2 separate regions of the Zea mays genome follow, and region 1 is linked to region 2. The links are chromatin contacts, called in public Hi-C maps. All regions are on one chromosome and are shown on one strand. The core of a region is the stretch at or near the end of the contact, and the rest is flanking DNA. Distances in the headings are between cores, read along the strand shown.

The links. A called contact is a pair of places that touch in the nucleus more often than the background predicts.
Region 1: a Hi-C map of ear shows a contact between it and region 2, with 2.5 times the contacts expected there. The contact joins the promoter of LOC732812 here to the promoter of LOC100191210 in region 2. A contact is called at or near these places in 8 of 25 Hi-C or Micro-C datasets (bundle sheath, ear, leaf and 2 more).

The regions. Positions count from the first base shown.
Region 1 is chr5:3,346,979-3,350,081 of Zm-B73-REFERENCE-NAM-5.0, reverse strand. It overlaps LOC732812 (ADP-ribosylation factor homolog 1), which reads left to right and starts at 1,422. Exons shown (of 7, transcript NM_001112427.2): 1 at 1,422-1,632; 2 at 1,938-2,099; 3 at 2,681-2,751. The coding sequence starts at 1,952.
Region 2 is chr5:3,123,218-3,126,314 of Zm-B73-REFERENCE-NAM-5.0, reverse strand. LOC100191210 reads left to right here and starts at 1,656. Exons shown (of 7, transcript NM_001136644.1): 1 at 1,656-1,857; 2 at 2,056-2,144. The coding sequence starts at 1,778.

The DNA of each region.
Region 1 (3,103 bases), core at 173-2,672, 220 kb before region 2:
AAGCTCTGCTATTGTACAAAGCCATGACAGAATATGGGCAGATTACAAAAGGAAGGGGTGCAGCAACATTTAAGTGACTATAAAAGGGAGAGGTGAAGCAACATTTAAATGAGTTCAGTTTGTGGGGTTGCATTCGAACTTCATCTCCGATCTAAGAAAAATCAATTCAATCTAGCCAAAAATGCAGCATCTAGCGATGGTTTAGCTTACCATAGTGTCTCAACATTTAGAGGGTCTTCGGGATCATTGTGTTCGAGCTTATAATTTTATATGTCATCTACATATCTCTACTACTCCTTAAGAACAGAGTGTAAACATCTACAATTTAGTGGTGCACGGTTCTGCCTCGGCCGCCGATGGAAGGTGCCGCGGATCCCCACCCTCCTCCCCACACCACCTCTCCCTCCGCCTGTGCTCCACCTCTCCGTGTCCGCGCATGGAACCCACCCGCGGATCTCGCCCACGATGCACGCCTCCACCGCGCATGGATCCCGCCCGCGCATCGACTCCGTCGCGCGATACCCGCCCCCAGACCCCGTCACGCGATACCCGCCCCCAGCCCACGCCCCCACCGGGCTCCCTAGACGCACACACGCAGGCGGCGGTGGTGCCCATGGCTTCGTGGTTGTTGCTCCCCTTCTCCTCCTTCTCGTGGCCTGCCCCGCCCCCACCTGGCTCCTCCTCTTGTCGCGGCAGCGATGGTGGCGGAGACAGCGGCTATTGGAGGTCGACCGTCGTCGCAGCCTTCGCGGGTGCGCAAGTCGGCTGTGCTCTCCGTCGCCGCTTCGTCGGCCTCCTCCGCTCACCAGTACCGTGCCTCGCCTCGCCTTCCATTTGGTTGTAACTTGGGATGCATACCATGATAATGTTTGCTTAGTCTGTTCCTAACCAAACAGGCTTCAGTCTGTTGTTGACTAAGCTCTCACACTCATTGTTGATTGGATGGAGATTTTTGTGTGTGTGCTCGATCAAATACTTAATGTCAAGTGAACCTTGCTACTCTAGGAGGTGCGACATCTTGATGCCTTGACGAAAATGGGTAGCTTTTGGTTTGAAGGATTAGAATCTGTGCGGGCCGTGCCAGGGGTCTGACGGGCCGGAATTTGAAGCCCGGCCCAAGCCCGTTTTCGGACCGCGCTAGTTCGGTCTATATTATTTCGTGTCGAACCGTGTTTTAACTCCTATTTTCGGGTCGTGCTCATGGTGGCCCGAAAAGCCCGATCTATATTTCCAGCACTACCTATATGCATGCTCCATTCAATATCAATCAATGTTAATCGAGTATAATAGCTCAATGTCTAAATTTTCACCCTAACCTGCATCACAACTCTCCTTCGGTGGTTCCTGCACTTGAGTAGTCGAATATCGAATACGCATACATACACATGCGGTGGAGGTGAGACGCGTTGGGTTGACGCGACCCGCAGCAAAAGGAAGCTTGGCTCGGTTCCCCTCCTGCGGCCTATTGGCTTCTGGCCTCGTATAAAAAAGGCGAGGACGCGCTCCACCGCCAGAATCATCGTCACCCCGGAGCCTCTCCTTCCCGGTCTCCTCCGCCCGTTGCCTTCGTCCCCTCCATCTCCGGCTGCGTCGCCGGCGAGCCCGACACCGCGAATCGGATCCGCCGACAAGGTGAGAACCAGCGCCCTCCCGCCTACCCCGCTCCCCTCCCCTCCCTTCCCCCACGGAGGATCGCTCCCCCCGCGCACGGGATCTATCCTAGGTAGAACGCTCTCGCCGACCGTTCGCGCGCTCTGGGCTGCGTGCCGGTCGATCCGCTCGCCATTTCCTGCGGATCTCGTACCGCCCGGCCTTCGGTTCGGTCCCTAGGTGGATCTGGGCGCTGCGACGCGTAGATCTAGCGGCCTGTGGCCGTGTGAGGGACATGCGTGGGATGGATCGGCGTCCTGATGACCTGGGTTTCGTGTCTGCTGCAGGTGAGAGGGAAGAGATGGGGCTCACGTTCACCAAGCTGTTCAGCCGGCTGTTCGCCAAGAAGGAGATGCGGATCCTGATGGTGGGACTCGACGCCGCCGGAAAGACCACCATCCTCTACAAGCTGAAGCTCGGCGAGATCGTCACCACCATCCCCACCATCGGTAAGCGCGCCAGCATACATAAGCACCACGTTGTGAATTAAGTTATGCTCGTGGTATCATGATTTTGGACAGGGCTGCCAAATAGTTGTTGGATAATTCCACGGCCACCTAGTTTAGTTGAAAATTCAGGCTGCATGGCTACGCGAATATCAATAACGGAACTCACCACTTTGATCATTTTTTATCTAAAAAAATCTAGGCGCAACAAGACTGGTGAACTAGCTTAATGCATTTCTGTTAATTTTTCATAGGACGTGCATCCTCTTCCACTGAGTTTTTTTAGCGCACCAGCTGTTGGCCTCTGTGATCACTCAATTAATTGAACAGCTAATGAACAGATTAAAGCCTCTTTAGCAAGCAGATAGAGCAGCAAATTTACTTGAATACAATAAATTGATGAATGGCAGCGACCGCTAAATGAATACTTGCTTGACAGAGCACCATGGGATTTTTTAAAGCAACTTGAACACCAAATTCCATTTGAAATTGTTCACTTAAAATCAAACATGCCTCTTGCCTTTACCCGTGAGCTGCGATATTACGTGTTCTGTTTCTCAGCGTTGTCTTACCTTCAAATACAGGATTCAATGTTGAAACTGTGGAGTACAAGAACATCAGCTTCACTGTCTGGGATGTCGGGGGCCAGGACAAGGTATGAAGATTGATGACTGAATTTTGTGTCAACATTTTAGTAATATGGCATTGCTTCTTCTATCTCATGTTACTCGTTTCCTGTAAGGGCTTGTTCGGTTATTCCCAATACACATGGATTTGATGGGATTGGAAAAAATCGAGAAGAAGTTTGACTTGTTTATGGATTCAAACCCATCCAATCCCACTCAATCCACATGGATTGAGAGCTAACCGAACAAGCCCTAATAGATGATTTTAGATTGCTTAGCGCCTCGCTTGTTCACTTTGAAAAGTATTATTCTACATCCTGCTGTTCAATTTCTGAATTTGCTTGTCGTCTTCATTTCAAACGGTGTCGTGATTTCTCCCCC
Region 2 (3,097 bases), core at 407-2,906:
CACTAAATCCAAATGGTACGAACAGGTTGCCGATGTGTCGTAAGACACAGATGAATGGCTGGTCAGAGTCGTGGACGAACAAAGTGTTGATGGCCACTTTTTCTGCACTGGTAGCTAGCTAGCTAGCTAGCTCGAGTAATCCCTAGTCAGCACTGGCTTTAGCCTTCGGAGAGGGATGCGCCGCTATCCACCCGGCGCGACCTGGTCGACAAAAGGTTTTCCATATTGTTATTCTCTCGGCAGGCTCTGCGTTAGTTCTTAGGGAGACTATTGATTTTGTTCAGATGGGTGTACAGCAGCTACTCTAATTAATAAATAACAGCATGTGATTTTTTTGTTGTCTCTCTATCGTATTAATTAATGTATCCCAAACTTATATTTGCTCGAAATCCATTTGCGGTATGGAGTTTATTATTCTCATACCGTGGATAGGTTACATTTATTTTCTAATGGGAGTACGATTTACGTAATTTATTTCCCGAGCAAGCAATGGATAGGTACGTACATTTCTTTTTCGCTAGCTATATATCCATGGCGTGGAAAGCTCTGCACCGTATCCACCATTCCACCACCACACAAATGGCCGCTCTGCTCCATCTCTATACTCTAGCTCTACAAGCTACTACTGCTCCCTGCTGCTGTGTACCGACGACAGCGACACCCATGCCATGCTCACCAGCGACCGACAGACACATCTCGCGCGATCGATGAAAAAACTGGTGATTTCTGGCGTGGGCCTCTACAGTACGTGGTTAAAACATGAAAGTTTCCTCGTGGCACGGCACCTACCAGTACCAGCCAGTCATCAGTCAATAACCCAGAGAGACACACCACTCCACACACAGACAGTCTTGAATCAGTCATGTCATGCGGGGCCCACACGCCGCTAAATAAATGCTTGACAGCCAAAAAAAACCGAAAGAAAATTCCCCACGCACCTAGTACAACAACAACAACAACAACGTACTGCTGCATGCGCCGGGGCGCAAGCGCAAGCTCAGAGCCAGGGGAGGGGGGAAAGGGGGTTTTGGAGCTTGCCGCAACGGGACAGAATGGACAGCGCAGAGGAGCTGCTTGCAATTGCAACAACAGGTGTGTGCCGTTAGAGCTTGCAGCTTGGCTTGGCTTCCAGCTGTTGACATCACGCACGCACGATGAAGCATGCATGCTGTGCTGTCGTCAGAGAGGGGTTTAGCTGTAGATTTTAAGCTTAAAACGGCGTGTGTGTATATATATTTATTTTCGGAACTAATTCAGCCAGCCAGACCTGCAGATGTATACTACTATACGCGGTGGCGATGCTACCACGTACGCGCGCGTACCGGCCGGCTTTCTAGAGAAATTAAGAGAGAGAGAGCGAGCGAGAGAGAGAAAAAAAAAGATTGTTTTTTTTCCTCACAAACGGGGAAAACCAGGGTGCGGCAAGATAGACTTTGTTGACGTGACTCGAGAAAAACAGGAGGTTGCGTTTTTCTCGTGGTGGTTTCCCATCTATTGTTTTGTTTTTTTTTGTTTCGATCGATCCGAATTTCCATCGGCGTCGTGTTGCGAGCGAGAGAGAGAGAGAGGAGGGTTTCCAGAGCGGCAGCGGCTGCGGCTGCCTGCCAACCCCTCTACCCCCAGCTCTGCAGGCTGCACCCTAAAGCAGCGAGCCTTTTTACCACTCTTCCTGCTACCACCCCACACGGCGCACACACCACCATCTCTCGTCGCCTCGCCTCCACTTCCTGGGCTACGTACCCATCTCAATCGCTTCGACTCCTCCGCCGCCGCCGCCATGTCGGGGCTCTACAGCCAGGGCTTCTCCCCTGCGCGAAACCTCTCCCCTCAGATTAGAAGCAACCCGGATGTCGATAGGTACAGCGGCGCGCGTGTGGATTTCAATTCTCCTGTGTTTCTATCCAGCGACTACCAAGATTGCCAAGATTGCTTCTTTGCCCCCCCGCCCCCGCCCCTCTCTTCCTTTTTCTTGTCTGGTTTAATAGATGATCCATGATACTGCGATAGCCTTCACGCTTGATGCCATGACTCATCGGTTTGTCCGGTTTCTCGCAGCCAGTACTTGGCGGAGCTGCTCGCTGAACACCAGAAGCTGGGGCCGTTCATGCAGGTGCTGCCCATATGCAACAAGCTGCTGAGCCAAGGTGAGTGAGGTCCTCCCTCTGATCCCCGCCTCGTCGTTTCCTGCAAGCCCGATGAGAGGTTTCCTTTGGTTATCTGAGTGAGCTAGCTCTTCAATCTGCAATCGTCACTCAGCCGGGGACTGCTGCCCTCCCTCCCTCCCTCCCTCGCTCAATGCTTGGATGAGTACTCGGTTTCGATGGCATTGGATTCTACCTCTACGCGTACGATCTCCTTCGGTCCCCCACGGTTCCTTATGTTTCGTTGGTTTATATTTGTGTTGCGAAGCTTAATCCAGTGGTCATCAGAATAATAGATGATCGGGGTTTGGGGAGATATATAATGCCACCTTTGCCGATCGGTCTGGCTGTTAATGTTGATATTTCATATGCTTCCAAGGGGTAGTTGTAGTTGATCTTAACACAAGCAATGGCAAAGCTCCTGTATTAATTGTGCAAGTGTGTTGGATGTTTTGATGGTGATCCTCATATGTTTTCCAGCACATTACCAGCAACAGGGTGGATACGTATCACACAACATACACGTTACTACTTATATTTGAAATTTCTGACCTATTATGAAGAAAAAAATCGAACAAAATTGTGCTTCCTATAATATTTGATTCTAACTGTTGCTGATACTGGAAATGCTGGAGCCTTTGTTTTTGCATTGAAATGTCTTTTTTTTTCTTGATTGGGTAATTGTGCTCTGTCAGCTGACTCTACTCTTTGTGTTCAATGCATATTACCAGACTAAGGGGCTCCCTTTATTTTAACATTGTAGATTGAATAATGTATTGACTGATCAAGTGCCCACTGATCGTGTTATTTGGTTGGGCCATTCTGTAAAAATAATTTTCCACATAGCTAAGTGGCCATCTGTATATTGCAGGCATAATAAGGTGATTTATATCAATGTGCATGTCTTAGTATTTGCTGATATTTTTTTCTTGTTGATTCTCATGGTTTGGTGGGAG